Linked DNA regions of Gossypium hirsutum: region 2 is linked to region 1. The links are chromatin contacts, called in public Hi-C maps. All regions are on one chromosome and are shown on one strand. The core of a region is the stretch at or near the end of the contact, and the rest is flanking DNA. Distances in the headings are between cores, read along the strand shown. Region 1 has its middle 32 kb from the start of LOC121231612. Region 2 holds the start of LOC107895351.

Evidence for each region. Hi-C and Micro-C count contacts between places; a contact is called where the count stands out from the background.
Region 2: a contact with region 1 is called in a Hi-C map of leaf, with 8 times the contacts expected there. The contact joins the promoter of LOC107895351 here to the enhancer-like site in region 1. A contact is called at or near these places in 5 of 34 Hi-C or Micro-C datasets (leaf and petal).

Annotation. Positions count from the first base shown.
Region 1 is chrA06:88,314,441-88,321,356 of Gossypium_hirsutum_v2.1, reverse strand. No RefSeq gene overlaps it. Among protein-coding and RNA genes, the nearest start is that of LOC121231612, 32 kb to the left of the region's middle. Within about 2 kb of position 4,771, at least 5 of the 9 cell types and tissues checked have an H3K27ac peak or open chromatin away from gene starts, as enhancers often do.
Region 2 is chrA06:88,508,142-88,515,057 of Gossypium_hirsutum_v2.1, reverse strand. LOC107895351 reads right to left here and starts at 3,320. Exons shown (of 1, transcript XM_016820662.2): 1 at 2,426-3,320. The coding sequence starts at 3,005. The coding sequence ends at 2,565.

The sequences.
Region 1 (6,916 bases), core at 3,522-6,021:
ATTCGGTAAAGGGATGGTATGCCCGAAGGAAGAGTGAAATAAAAATACGAACAACTATGTTATAATTTGATTGTTATCTGTTGACACTGCTTAAAACTTACTAAGCATTGTAATGCTTACTCCGTTTACTCTGTTTCCTCTGTTTTATAGATCTCATTGCGAAGCTACAGGCTCGGGGATCGTCAGCAACTAGTCACACTATCACTATCCACTGTTTGGTACTGCTATGTTTTGGATTATCTTATGGCATGTATAAAATAGACTAGTGGCGGAAGAATATTTTGGTTAATGTATATAAGCCATGCGAAAATGGCATCTTTTGAATGTTTACTTAGAGAAGTTTAAATTTTATCCCTGGCCGTGCTTAGTACTTATCTAAATGAATGACCTTTATTTCAAGAAAAAGTTCAAAATTTTACAGTTCTGACATGAGTTACAAGCCCGGTAATGCCCCTTACCTATTCCGGCGACGGTCACGGGATAGGGGTGTTACACAAGTTAGACAAAAAGGCACTTCCAAGAGTCTTTATTAGCTATAGCACTGTTGCAAAAGCTTACAAAATTTTCCAACCGCAGTCTGGGAAAACTGTTATAAGCAAAAATGTTCATTTCGAGGAAAATGAAGAGTGGAACTGGGATGAGAAAAGTGGCCAAAGCACATTAGATTTGAAGCTTAAATTTCATGTTTTAACCACAGATAAAGATAAAAATTGACTGAATGAGTTGGTGGATGATGTTCCAACAAGGGGTACTAGATTGCTCACTGACATTTATGCAAGATGTAATATAGCTGTTTGTAAACCTGTAGATTTTGCTACAGCAATGAAGGACATAAAATGGGTGGTTGCAATGAAGGAGAAGTTGCTCATGATTGAGAAAAACAAAATATGGGAGTTGGTTGATCGACCCCATGATAGGAAGGTGATTGGAGTCAAGTGGGTGTACAGAACCAAGCTTAATGCTGATGGCTCAATCAACGAGCACAAAGCAAGACTTGTGGTCAAAGGCTATACATAAGTTTTTGGCGTGGACTATTCAGACACCTTCGCACCGGTTGCTCGTTTGGACACCATAAGACTTTTACTTGCTATAGCTGCTCAAATGAATTGGAGAGTGTATCAGCTTGATGTAAAATCAACCTTTTTAAATGGAATTTTGCAAAAAAAAAAATACGTTGAACAACCTGAAGGTTTTGTGAAGAAAAAAGAGGAAAACAAGGTGTTTCTTCTCAAGAAGGCTCTTTATGGACTGAAACAAGCTCCAATAGCTTGGTACAGTAAGATAGATGATCATTTGCTGAGCTTGGGTTTTGAAAAAAATCTGTCCGAGACCACTCTTTATGTCAAACGTTAGAATAATGATATTTTGATAGTCTCTCTTTATGTTGATGATCTCTTGCTAATGGGAAATGATGCACAGTTGCTTGAGGAATTTAAGCAAGAGATGATGAAGGTTTTTGAGATAACAGATCTGGATTGATTTCTTTTTTTCTTAGAATGGAAATTAAACAGGCTGAGCATGAAGTATTCATCTGCCAGAAGAAGTATGCTAAGGAAATCTTGAAGAAATTCAAGCTTGAAGAGTGCAAGGAAGTAAGCACTCCTATGAATTAAAAGGAGAAGTTGTGTAAAGAAGATGGAGCTGATAAACTTGATGAAGGATATTTTAGAAGTTTGATTGGTTGCTTAATGTATCTTACAACAACATGTCTTGATATTTTAAATGCTGTAAGTATTTTGTCACGATTTATGCATTGTGCTAGTGAATTGCATCTCAGGGCTGCCAAAAGAGTAGTTCGTTATATCAAAGGCATGAGTAATTTTGGTGTTAAATTCACAAGAAACAAGGAGTCCAAGCTTGTTAGCTTCTCTAATAGTGATTGGGGACGTTCCATTGATGACATGAGGAGTACATCAGGCTATTGTTTTACTTTTGGATATGGTGTCTTCTCATGGAGCTCGAAGAAGCAAGAAACTATGACTCAATCCACTACCGAAGTAGGATTTGTTGCTGCAGCAACCGCTGTTAATCAAGCTTTGTGGTTGAGAAAATTATTAAGTGATCTTAAACTTGAATAGAAGGAAAGCACAAAGATTTTCATTGATAATCAAGTTGCCATTGCAATTTCTTATAATCCAGTATTTCATGGAAAGACTAAGCATTTCAACATTAACCTTTTCTTTTCGAGGGAAGTGCAAAAAGAAGGTAACGCTATACTGGTTCATTGCAAAACAGAGGAGCAGGTTGTAGATATCTTTATCAAGCAGCTTCCGATAAGCAAATTTGAAGTTTTGAGAACAACACTTGGTGTTTGCAGCAACCAAAGCAAGGAGGGGTGTTGAAGATTTGCTTTAGTTATCATAATCTAGCTATTTTTAGATATAATCATAATTTTGATTTATAATAGATTTTTTAGAGATTTTTGTTAAAGATTATGATTCTGTTATTAGCCTATTTTTAGTTAGTAGTTGTTAACTTGTTTACTATATAAACAACTAGCTTCAGTTCAATAAAACACACATTTTTCCATTTCAATTACTTGACGTCTCAGTTCAGTTTTCTTCTTCATTTTATTTTTCTTTTCTAATAAAATACCAACAATTCTCGACACCTTCCTTACATGTTCTCAATTCTCCATTATCATTATTCAGCCCTTCAATCCTATTGAAACTTCTTCATTTTAGTATGGTAAGATGGAAAAAAAGGTGTGTTCCTTTCCCATTCGATGAACTAGTTCACTTGGGATTTCATGGCCTCTATATCTTCCTCTCGTTTGAGAATATCTTGGTATTCTTAATGAGGTTTTCTTGTAATTTCATAAAGAAATCATTCAATTAGGATTTAATGGCTCTCTCTTAATACCTTTAAATCTTGTAATCAAATATCTTCTTTTTAAGGAACACAACCAAAAGTTGTATAGTTCCATCATTGAAAAAAAATTAATAGTCTCATATTCATCCCAAACATTTATGAGTATGATCAAAGTCAAGGTATTTAACCAAATCTTTTGAAACCTAAATAGTGGCTTTTTTACATAAATAATATAAAAAATAATTAATTACTAAAATAGTATGGAAAACAGATTAATTACGAAAATAAGTATTTACTATAATATTTTGTCGGTGTCGTTTGATATAGTGTCAACACCAGACTGAAATGTAATAAATTAAAATATTCAGGAAGTTGATATGTAAATTTCCCATTTAGTTTGGCTACTGAAAGAAAGCTTTAAGAGTGGGTGGCAGCACCAAATCTTAAATAGGGTTAATTGCTTCATAAATCCTCCTTGTTTATTTTTTTCTTTTATTCCCCTTGAACACAAAGAATAGAGAGGTCTCTTACCAATTAGTCTAAAATGTTTTTTCTACTAAAAAAGTATTTTTGTAAAAAAGTTGATTCCAAGTGGAAATAAATTTTATTAATTTTTCAAAAAATAATTTTTTATTCAAAATATGTCTGACATAACAGTTAACGGCTATACATAGTAGTTTTCTTTTGCTCACATTATATATGGAAACTATAAATTTAACTAATAATTATAATTTATAAATAATAAGATTTTTCTAAAACTTTTATAATTATAATTTTATGTCGTATGTGTAAATCAAATTGATAATAAATATAATTATAAAAGCTTTAGAAAAATTATTTTTTTAAAAAATAAATAAAATTTATTTCTAGTTGGATTTTACTTTTTTACAAAAATATTTTTTAGTAATTTTTTTGGACTAATTGGTAATAGACCCCTCTATTTTTTGTGATGAAGGGGAATAAAAAGAAAACAATAAACAAGGATGGTTTACAAAGCAATTAACCTTATTTAAAGTTTGGTGCCACCTTTTCAAAAGTCAATCTAAATGGGAATTTTTCTTATTAGGTCCTTAAATATTTTAGTTTATCACATTTCAGTTTGGTACCGCTAATATGTTAGATGGCATCGGCGGAACACTGTAACAAATACCTATTTTCATAACTAACCTATTTTCCATACTATTTTCTAAATTAATTATTTTTTATATTATTTATGTAAGAAAGATCTAAATGGTTGCTGTTTTTTTTTTTTTAGCTCTATTACTTAATTCCAAAAGAATTGGCCTATGATCTGATTTGGTCTGAGAAAGGTGACCTTAACGTTTTGGAACATAATGTATGCCCCTCATTTCACAGAAATTCAAACATTCATGGAACTCTTTAATACAAATTGGGGCTCTTTTTGTTAAGACTCGATAAAAATTCTTTAAACTCACCACCCATTAGACATGGCAATCGATGTTATTAGGCTTTCATTTTCAAATTCTTCCAAACTTAAACTCCTCCATATAACTTAAGGGATAGCATATATGACAGAAATTAGCTAAGTGGAATTTTAGGAACATAACTTCACCAGGGCATAAATTTCCTGCTCTGTGGTGCATAGTATAATCCACCTTGAAGGCCAATAATATAGGTAGTAATCCAGGCATCAAACAAAATTTATTCATAATCATGCGAACCTTAATCTCATAAATGATCATGATTGAAGGATTTTGAAGCATCACAAAATCTCTAACGGTCCTTGCGAATCCTGGGTTCCCGACCCTTATACAGTTCCCCAAATCAGCCATTCTTCCCGTTTGATCAATAATATTCAAAACAGTGCTCGAAGGGGTCTTGGGGGTTGGGTTCTTGCCATGTTGCTTGTAAAACTACTTTTCACCGAAAGGATGAAAAATCGATCCTATGGAGGTACATGTTCCCTTTTTGACTTGCTTCAAAGCTCCCCTTGTCTGTATTGTTTCTTTACAGGGCAAAGATCCCCCATCAGCTTTGGATATTTGGATGTTAGTACTCATGCTTGAATTTTGACCATTTTGTTTTTTCCTTACTCTACTTGAATTGTTGTACTTGGGCTTGTTTTTGGGTCTTTTCCTTTGGATCATTATCCTGGGCCCAAAACTACCTTCTTATGGAGAGACCGGTTTCATTTCCTGCACCACTGTTGAGGGGCAATCAAATGGTGGTTGAAGATAATGTATATGCCACTACTTGATGTTGGAAAAATTGGTATGGAGAATTTTTGAGTTGGAACAACGAAATTTTAAAATAAGCTTTTTCATAAAATAAGATTGTTTTCATGATATCTATAATAAATGCACTTATGATTCCGACCTTTGGTAGAGATTGAAATTGCAGATTGGCCTCTAATTGCAAACTGGCCTCTAGGAAGGTGCTGTATTTCTCGAACAATTTAATTGGAGTTTAAATGTTTGAAGCTTTCAACTGAATAATTTTATCAGTTATTTTCAAACTCTTTATTGTTTAAACAGCGTCTCTAACTCAAAGAATTAAACATAAGATAAAAATCGTGACGTTTCAAAGGAGTAAGTGAACTTCCTCAAGAGTAGAGATCCAAAATTGAAATTCAATCTCCAAATTTAAATTACAATTTTTAAAAAGATTAGATTTATAATCTTACAAATTTAGAACAATAGAAATTAAAAACAATAATTTATTTGAGTTTGAGGGAAAACACCTCCAATAATTTTTTACTAAATTTCAACAAAGTTTCCTCTCGGTGTCTCGTATATATTTTGGCACCCCTTAGATTTATATTTAAAGGGGAAAAGTCACAAGAATCATATGTTAACTAGGTGAGCATAAAAATAATTATTTAATAGAAAATGGACTCATCCTAGGACTCTTACAGCTTGTTTGGTTTGGTGTATTGGCTATGCCAATACACCTCTAATCGGTGGGCCCCACCTAATACCACTCTAATCCGTCGTTTGGTTCAGCGTATTGCTAATACGCGTGGATTCCGTTACTTTCCTAATCGGTGAAAAGCACCGATTTCTATTCCCCCCCTTCTGCCCAGATTAGGTGACGCTTCAGCAAACCCTCCCTCTTTTACCCTCCCCCGATCCCCTTTGTTTCTCTTCTGTTTTCCACCTTCATCCGATTTGCTTCCTTGTTTCATTGCTTTTCTTTTCTGCCGATTTGGTCCCAGTTTATTTTCTTGCCTTTTCCTTTGTTTTCTTTCGTTTTCCCTCTTACCAAACACTAAATTTTCCCTCTCTTTCTCTCTATTTTCTTTCATAATACTCGGAGCGTAAAAAGAAAAAATACTGTAATTACTTTCTAGACGATAACTAGAGAGAGTGAAGCCAAGAACTTTCTGGAATTTTTAATCTAACCTTCTTCTTTTTTTGTTTTAGTTCAGAGAGAGTGTTTTTGAATTTCATCGTTTGTTAATTTCTTCTTTAGTTTCCTTTTTTTGCTACTTGATTCGGTTAACGATCAATATGTGAGATTTAGCTCTTTGATAGTCGGAATTAGAATGATGGAGCGGTTAATCTCCGTTTGTTTACAGTTGATTTTGGTGTTGGATTTGGTTTTCAGAGTTTCAGGAAATGCGGAAGGTTCGTCATGATTATTTCCTCTTATTTTCTTGTTTGAACTTTGAACTTTGCAAATGGAATTATTGTTAAATTTAATGTATATGATTCAAATTAGATGAATTTAGTAGCTATTGGATTGGTTTAGCAGTGGCATAAGGTTGACTGTTTGTTTTAAATTTCAATTAGCTTTGGTGCTATAATTGGCTTGACTGGAGAGATACTTGCACGCTAACTAATTTATGCGAAAGTTTTCGATACAATTTTACGTTCTAATTCTTGATATCCAGTTTGGTTAAATTAACCAATGCGTTGTCTTCATCCATGTCTGATGTCGTCTTGAACCCTGTTTGTTGTTTTGAATCTTTCAAGTTATAGTGGAGCTTTAGCGCTTTACAGTATTTTAAATGTTTTCATGATATGATTTTAACTTTTTTGTTGTTATCTGTTTATGTGATGAAATAAATCTTCTTTACAGTATTTTAAATGGTGCAGGATGTTGTATTATGCCATGTAGGGATCTTTCAAACAATAAGCTAGAA
Region 2 (6,916 bases), core at 2,071-4,570, 200 kb before region 1:
GAGGGAAAAAAATGATGAAGTGTTTTTATTTTTACTTTTTGCACATTTGAAGTATTAAAAATTTATATATTACTAATTTATTTTAGATGTTTTTATATATTCATATCATATTTAAGTCTGGCTTAGAGTTAGTTTGAGAGTGTGGTCACCTAGGGCTTAGGGCAGGAAGGGGTTCAAAAATTTTTTCCTACTTTTAACATGAAAAAAAAATTAATCTTTTAAGTTTTTTGATTGACGATTCAATATAAGTAGGGATAAAAAAAAACTCTAAGTTTATTTATTTTATTGTATTATATTTTATATTTTTTTTAAAAAAAATCTTAATTTATTGTTTCACGCCCTAAAATTATTAAGAATGGACACGATGACATTCATTTGACATGTTTTACATTGCATTTTAATTTTTATATATACTTTTCATAATTTGTTGTAATAATTGAATTTAGTGAAAATATTCATACGACCTTGTTGATAATTTTTAATATAAATGTTTACCGACTTTTGCAGGTTCATGTATTCATGTTAGTTTTATTTATTTATTATGTTGTATCAATTTCTAATATTCTATCTTATCCTAACTTATATTTTATAAATGTTATTCAAGTTTAATTCTAAATTTAATAACATAAAATATTTAAGTAATAACATTTTAAAAACATTTCTATCAATTGTTCAACATATTTTGAAATTGATAACATTTTAAAAATGTTAGTACATTAAATAAACATTTAAAAAAATAACAATATAATAAACATTACTTAAATTTGAGAAACTTTAAGAGTTTATATTGTATGGATAATCTCCAATGTCTGAGAATATTATTATTGTTGATGTTTACACCATTATTCATTTATCAATATTAGTAATTTGATTAACTACATGAGTTGAACAATTGATTAAAATTTCATTAATGCCATTGATGTTATTGTATTAATTGAAATTGTTTTATTGTTACTATATTGTTACCTATGAGACTAGTAAAGCATGAAATTGTTTATTTGATAAAAAAGTTTTTAAAATGTTATTACTTAAATAAACATATTTATCAATTGTTTAAAATAATTTGAAATTATTTTAATATTTAAAATATAATTTATACATGTATAACATATATCAGAGAAGAAAGGAGGAAAAAAAAAAGAGAGAGAGGAAAGGAAAAAATGAAAAAAGTTTTTATTTTTACTTTTTACACATTTGAAGTATTAAGAATTTACTATTATATGTGTATGTGTGTAGAAACAATAAATTTAAAATACAAATGCGTGTTTAAAAATAATATCTAATAAATAATGAAACAAAAAAATTGTTACTAATTAATAATAATAACAAATGAAATATGCATTATATTAAAATTAAAAAAAATTAGATTAAATTGGTCAAATCTCATTGTGTTCAATTCTCAATCAACAACATTATTAATACATATATACAATTGATGGAGGTAATAAGTATCCATAATAAAAATAAAAAGGGTTTAAGGATGTAAAAGGCTCTCAAACTTAAAAAAAAAAAAAACAATTAAGCCCTTGCTTTTTTTTTTTTACATTTAGTTGGGTACTTAAATTTTCAAAATATATCAAAAAGACCCTTTGACCGTTAAAACTAACTATCCTTAATTTTTTTCAGTTAAAGTCACCCCGTGCCACAACCACGGCGTGAAATGTGACAAAAAATTATAAAAAATAAAAATCAATAAAAGTTATAAAAATCATTAAATTTTAATAAAAATGTAAAATTATTTATAAATTATTAAAAATTAGAATTTCTTTTAAAAATCGTAAAAATTATTGTAAAATTTTATATATTTTTTCAATTAAAACCATCATGAACATAACATGAAATGTGGAGAAAAATGATAAAAATTTATAGAAAAATTATAAAATACTTCTTTTAATATGATAACTTTTATAAATTTTTTACGAATTTTATATTTCTTTACAATTTTTTTTATAATTTCTTTAATGTTTCTATAAAATTTTATAAAATTCCAAAATTTAAAACATCACCGGGCAGAACCAAAATAAAGAACCTTAATGGAAATTCACAAATACCAGATCTGTTAAAAGAAGTGTGATCTGATATCATTTAAAATGTCTGTGCTTACCATATATTTTGCTGGATGTGTGGTGAGTTGCATATTTTTTTTTTTGGGTAAAGTAAAAAATAATGGTAGAAATAATAATTGCAATTGTGATTATAGCTCTCTTTATTTTCTTACAATATATTTTGCAATGGATGGTCTAATGTGTAACCAAGAGTGAAGTACCAGAATCGCTTATCTCATCCTTAAATGAAGTATATTTCAGTATGTTAGGTACAAGGAGAACCCAATTTTAACCTAAAAACACTTTATCTAATTTCATTTCACGAGATCATTAGCATTTTAATAACAAAAAAATAGCAAGAAAGATTGAACAATCAAGTGTAAATAAATCACTTTTTCAAATTCTGATTCATACCCAATCATCTTACACTGAATTTCGAATCAAAACAACCCAAATTTATCAACTTCACAAAAATATACACCATAACTACCCAAGCAGCAAACAAAAACAAATTGAAATCTAATCATACTTTTCTCTCCAAGAGTAAACCAAAAAGAATACCCAAGAAAAAGCCAACAATATGTCACCAACCGTCTGTCGAAGCCAATCCCAAGCCAAATCCTCTACTCTTCTCTCGAACCAGAACCTCCACATCGCCACCGATACATGCAAAACCGTGCACCCTTTGGCGAAGAATGATTGGAACTCTCTGTCTTTAACAAATGAGACCATGAAAAGCAAGAACCCCACGGCGAACAATAGCAGACCCGCGAAGGAATCGGAGGTCCGGATCAAGAGCTGATCGTGTGGAGTGGATCCTAAGAGCTTGGTGGCCGTCTCGATCCCGTGGGTGAATGTGTACATTTCTTTCATGTAGAACATCATGAGTGCGCCGCTTGATAAGGCGATCACCGAGTGGAGGAGACAGATCAGCCTGAAAGCTGCTGCTGATGTTGACATTTTTCGTGGTGGGGAGGGGGGGATTGGGGTTTTTTGTTTGTGTCTGAAAGGGATGGTGATCAGTGGTTTGATTTAAAAATAGACATGATTGTAGTGGAAAGAAACCCTAACCCCAAAAGCTCATTTTGGGAACCGAATGAAATGAGAAGAAAGAGGAAGATGAATAGGAAAGGGAAGTGATTTTTGGTTAGTTCCAGTTTTATTTAATTTCAAAGGTTTATAATATTAATAATTATTATTATTAATGTTTGAAATTAATCGCTAACTTCAGCTTAGCTTACGCCAGTTTGTCGGCCGGATTACTCCGCGCTTCCATCTCCTTTTTTTTTCCCTTAAATATTTATTTTATATTATTATTTGACTAGTAAACAATTTGTAAGTTTAACTAAGTAATCTTAAAAAAAAAAAACTTCTTTAATTCCCTATACTTTTTTATTTTTTATATTTGAAATTTAGTCCTCTCATTTTTATTTTAAAGAACTTAGCCATTTTATTTTTTAAATTTAAAAATACAAATCTAATTATTAACATCCTCAAAGTTTTTCTATTAAATTATTAAAATGTTTTTTTAATTGTAAAATAAATTTGAAAGAATAATTTTAAGGTGAAGTTAACAATTGGACATAAATTTTAAAATCTATAAAATCTATAATTAAATTTAGTGAAATAAAAATTGAGGGATTAAATTTTAAATTTACAAAAAAAAGTAAAAAAACTTGTAGCATTTTTAACCATTTTATAACGAGAGTTTAGATGATAAATGGGTTTGTTGAAATATGTTTTAACTTTTTGTGGTGTTTGGGAAGTAGAATTTTTAAAATTTGGATTTTAAAAATAATGTAAATTGAGTAGTAAATTGTTTAGAAATATAGTATTCATAACAATTTCTCAATTAAATGGTTCTGTTATATGCTTATTTAGTAATGAGTTTGCAATTCTTAAAATATTTTTGAATTTGATAAATCAATGTTTTTGTATTTTTCTACTATGTATTTGAGTTAATTGCATCAGATATCCTTAAATTGTGACCTTCATTCTAAATTGATCTTAAACTTTAAAATATTCTAATTACATCCCTAAACTATTAATGTTATACCAATTAAGTCTTTTCATTATTAAAACTATTAATTTAACCATTAAATTACACGGCCAATCTTATGCAATTGAATTTAAAATGGAAAATTTTAAAGAAATAGAATGTTATTGCATAACTTTTAAAAGTAAAACTAAAAAAAGGAAGAATAAATGATAAATCTTCTGTAAAAACTTTGAAAACCCCAAAACTAATATTTTTTAAAAATATATTTTTTACCATATTTATTTTTCTTAATCTTTTTCATTTTAAATTATGTCACATAAGATCTAACATGTTATTTAATAGTTAAATTAATAATTTTAGTAACGAAAGGACTTGGTTGATATAATCTTGATAGTTTACGGATTAATTAGAATGACTTGAAATTTAGGGATAAATTTAGAATGAGGGTAATAGTTTTGGGATGTTTGGAGAAATTAACTCTATATATTATATTGAATCTCAACTAATTTGTTCATAATATATGCATTTCATTCTTACCATTTACATATTATATATTTTATTTCGAAACATAAATTTTTAAAGATTTAATTTTGTCTCTAGTCCCTATGTTCTTTAGAATTTTTTGAAATTTAGTCCATTCACTTTTAATTTCAAGCATTTAGTTAAATTTGAAAATTAAAATCCAATTGATAACAATGGTAACTAATGTTTGCTAAATTTAAATGTGTTAGAAATTGGACTTTAAATTTTAAATCAAATTTTTTAAAAATTAAAACACCAACTATTCATATTTATTGAAAATCCAATAACAATGTTATCAATTAAAATTTAATTTTCAATTCAAACAAATATAAAAAATAAATTTGAAGGATTAAATTTCAAAAATATAAAAATTATAGAGACCGAGAACAGAAATTAACATTTTAAAGCCATGAGTTGGTTTGTTTTATAGGAGGTGAAAGGTAGAAGTTAATAAAAAATCAAACTCAATAGTAAGTTAAGTGAATTAACATAAATAATTGATTGCTAAGTGAGATAAATGAAATTATATTTCTCTGTCTTCTAAAACAGTGTCACTTAATTTGGTAGATGAGAATATCTACCATAACATGCTCACAGAAATAGTTTTGTATTTTTATTTTTTAAAAAAATAATAACTAATTTTATCATTCAACTAAAATTTTACTTTTATTATTACTCCTATCAATTGTATATATTGATAATATTCAATTGAATTTGTGTCATAAGTTAATTCGATATTAACTTAAAGATTGATGACAATACAATAATAAACAATATATTCTTAATTTGATGTATTTACATGTTCACAATTTATTTTTTTTTCATTTTAATATTTCAAACCATATATTTTATTATTTATTATGTTATTTTTAAATACATTATTTTCACATGTGTATGTATATGTGTACAATAGAATTTTTAGTAGAATATAATTTAATTAATAAATACAATATTTAGCATTTTTAAATCCATTTTTATATTTATAGAATAATGCAAAAGAAAAAAAAATAGGTCATGTAACTAATAAAAGTCAGAAAAAATTAACTCACTGATAGCCTAACTTCAATGGCTTGAGATCAACAGTTATAATATTTTATCTTTTATTCTCTATCGGATATACTGAATGTAGATATAAATGAAGTTGTGATGCTAAGATTAATGATTAATCAATTACTGCCCTTCTTAATAGAAAAAAAAAAGTTAGAAAATCCCAAACCTATGAACAAATAAGCAAAAAATCAAAAGACTTGCTGGTTGAAACTTTTGACAATGTCGAAATCATGATTGTTGCGGCAGTTGATTTAATTTGACAAATCTGGAAATTAGAATCCAGATCCTTCTTCAATTTACTTTAAATTTGGAAAAGTAATCATATAATGAAATTCTTTTTTGAGTTTTGATTTTTATTTATTTTTACATTTTTCATTAGGTGTTGTTTGTGTTGTACCCAGTATTATTAGGGTAATAATTATAATCTCTTTCATCACAAATAATTGTAATTTCTTACACATATTTGTTTATTAGAGTAATTATATTATAATTCTCTATGTCATGTTTAGTAATATAAATTGTGATTAAACAATTATATAATTATTATAAAACTTATTAGTATGATAAAAATGTTTTTTTCTTTAAATAACAAAAATTAAAATCAAATCATCATATGTATTATGTTAGTCTAAAAAAGTAGATGATAATATAATTACTAATAAAAATAACAAAATAAAAATCATATGTATTATAAATTTTATATACTTTTCAAAGTATGGATAATCTCAATTCTACCTATAATTGAAGTTATAAAATATGCAACATACTAATGTCACGGGGTTAGAACTTTAGGCAGGCAAACCATGTAGTCTTAAGTGATTCCTTTACTTCAAATCTGCCCAAGTCAGCCTATCTCTCGAAAAGGCGAGAATTTTCAAAGAAATTCTCAAAGCCATTGAAACAAAACGGAAGCAAACTATCAAGCAAAGAAGCAAAAAGCGGACATAAAAGCCACAAGAAAATTAAGCTCACCAAATGTTTGAGTATGCTCTCAAAATATTCTAATACTTTAAAGAAATACAATTGAGTGATTACAAATGAGGGGGAAGGTCTCTATTTATAGTTGAGTTCCCCTAAATCCAACAATACAATTTAAATTACATCGATGGTCAAGATCAAAGCTTATGTACAATATTCACCATGATAACCCTGATTTTACTAAAGTGTTTCACTAGGCCACCAATGCTTCAAGTAGATGGGCTTATCCATGTGTTCCATGACTTGGGCTAGTTCAAATGTGTTAAATAAGCCCCATACGATTTTGTGCGCAATCGTCACAAGCTTTAATTCGCGACCCGTG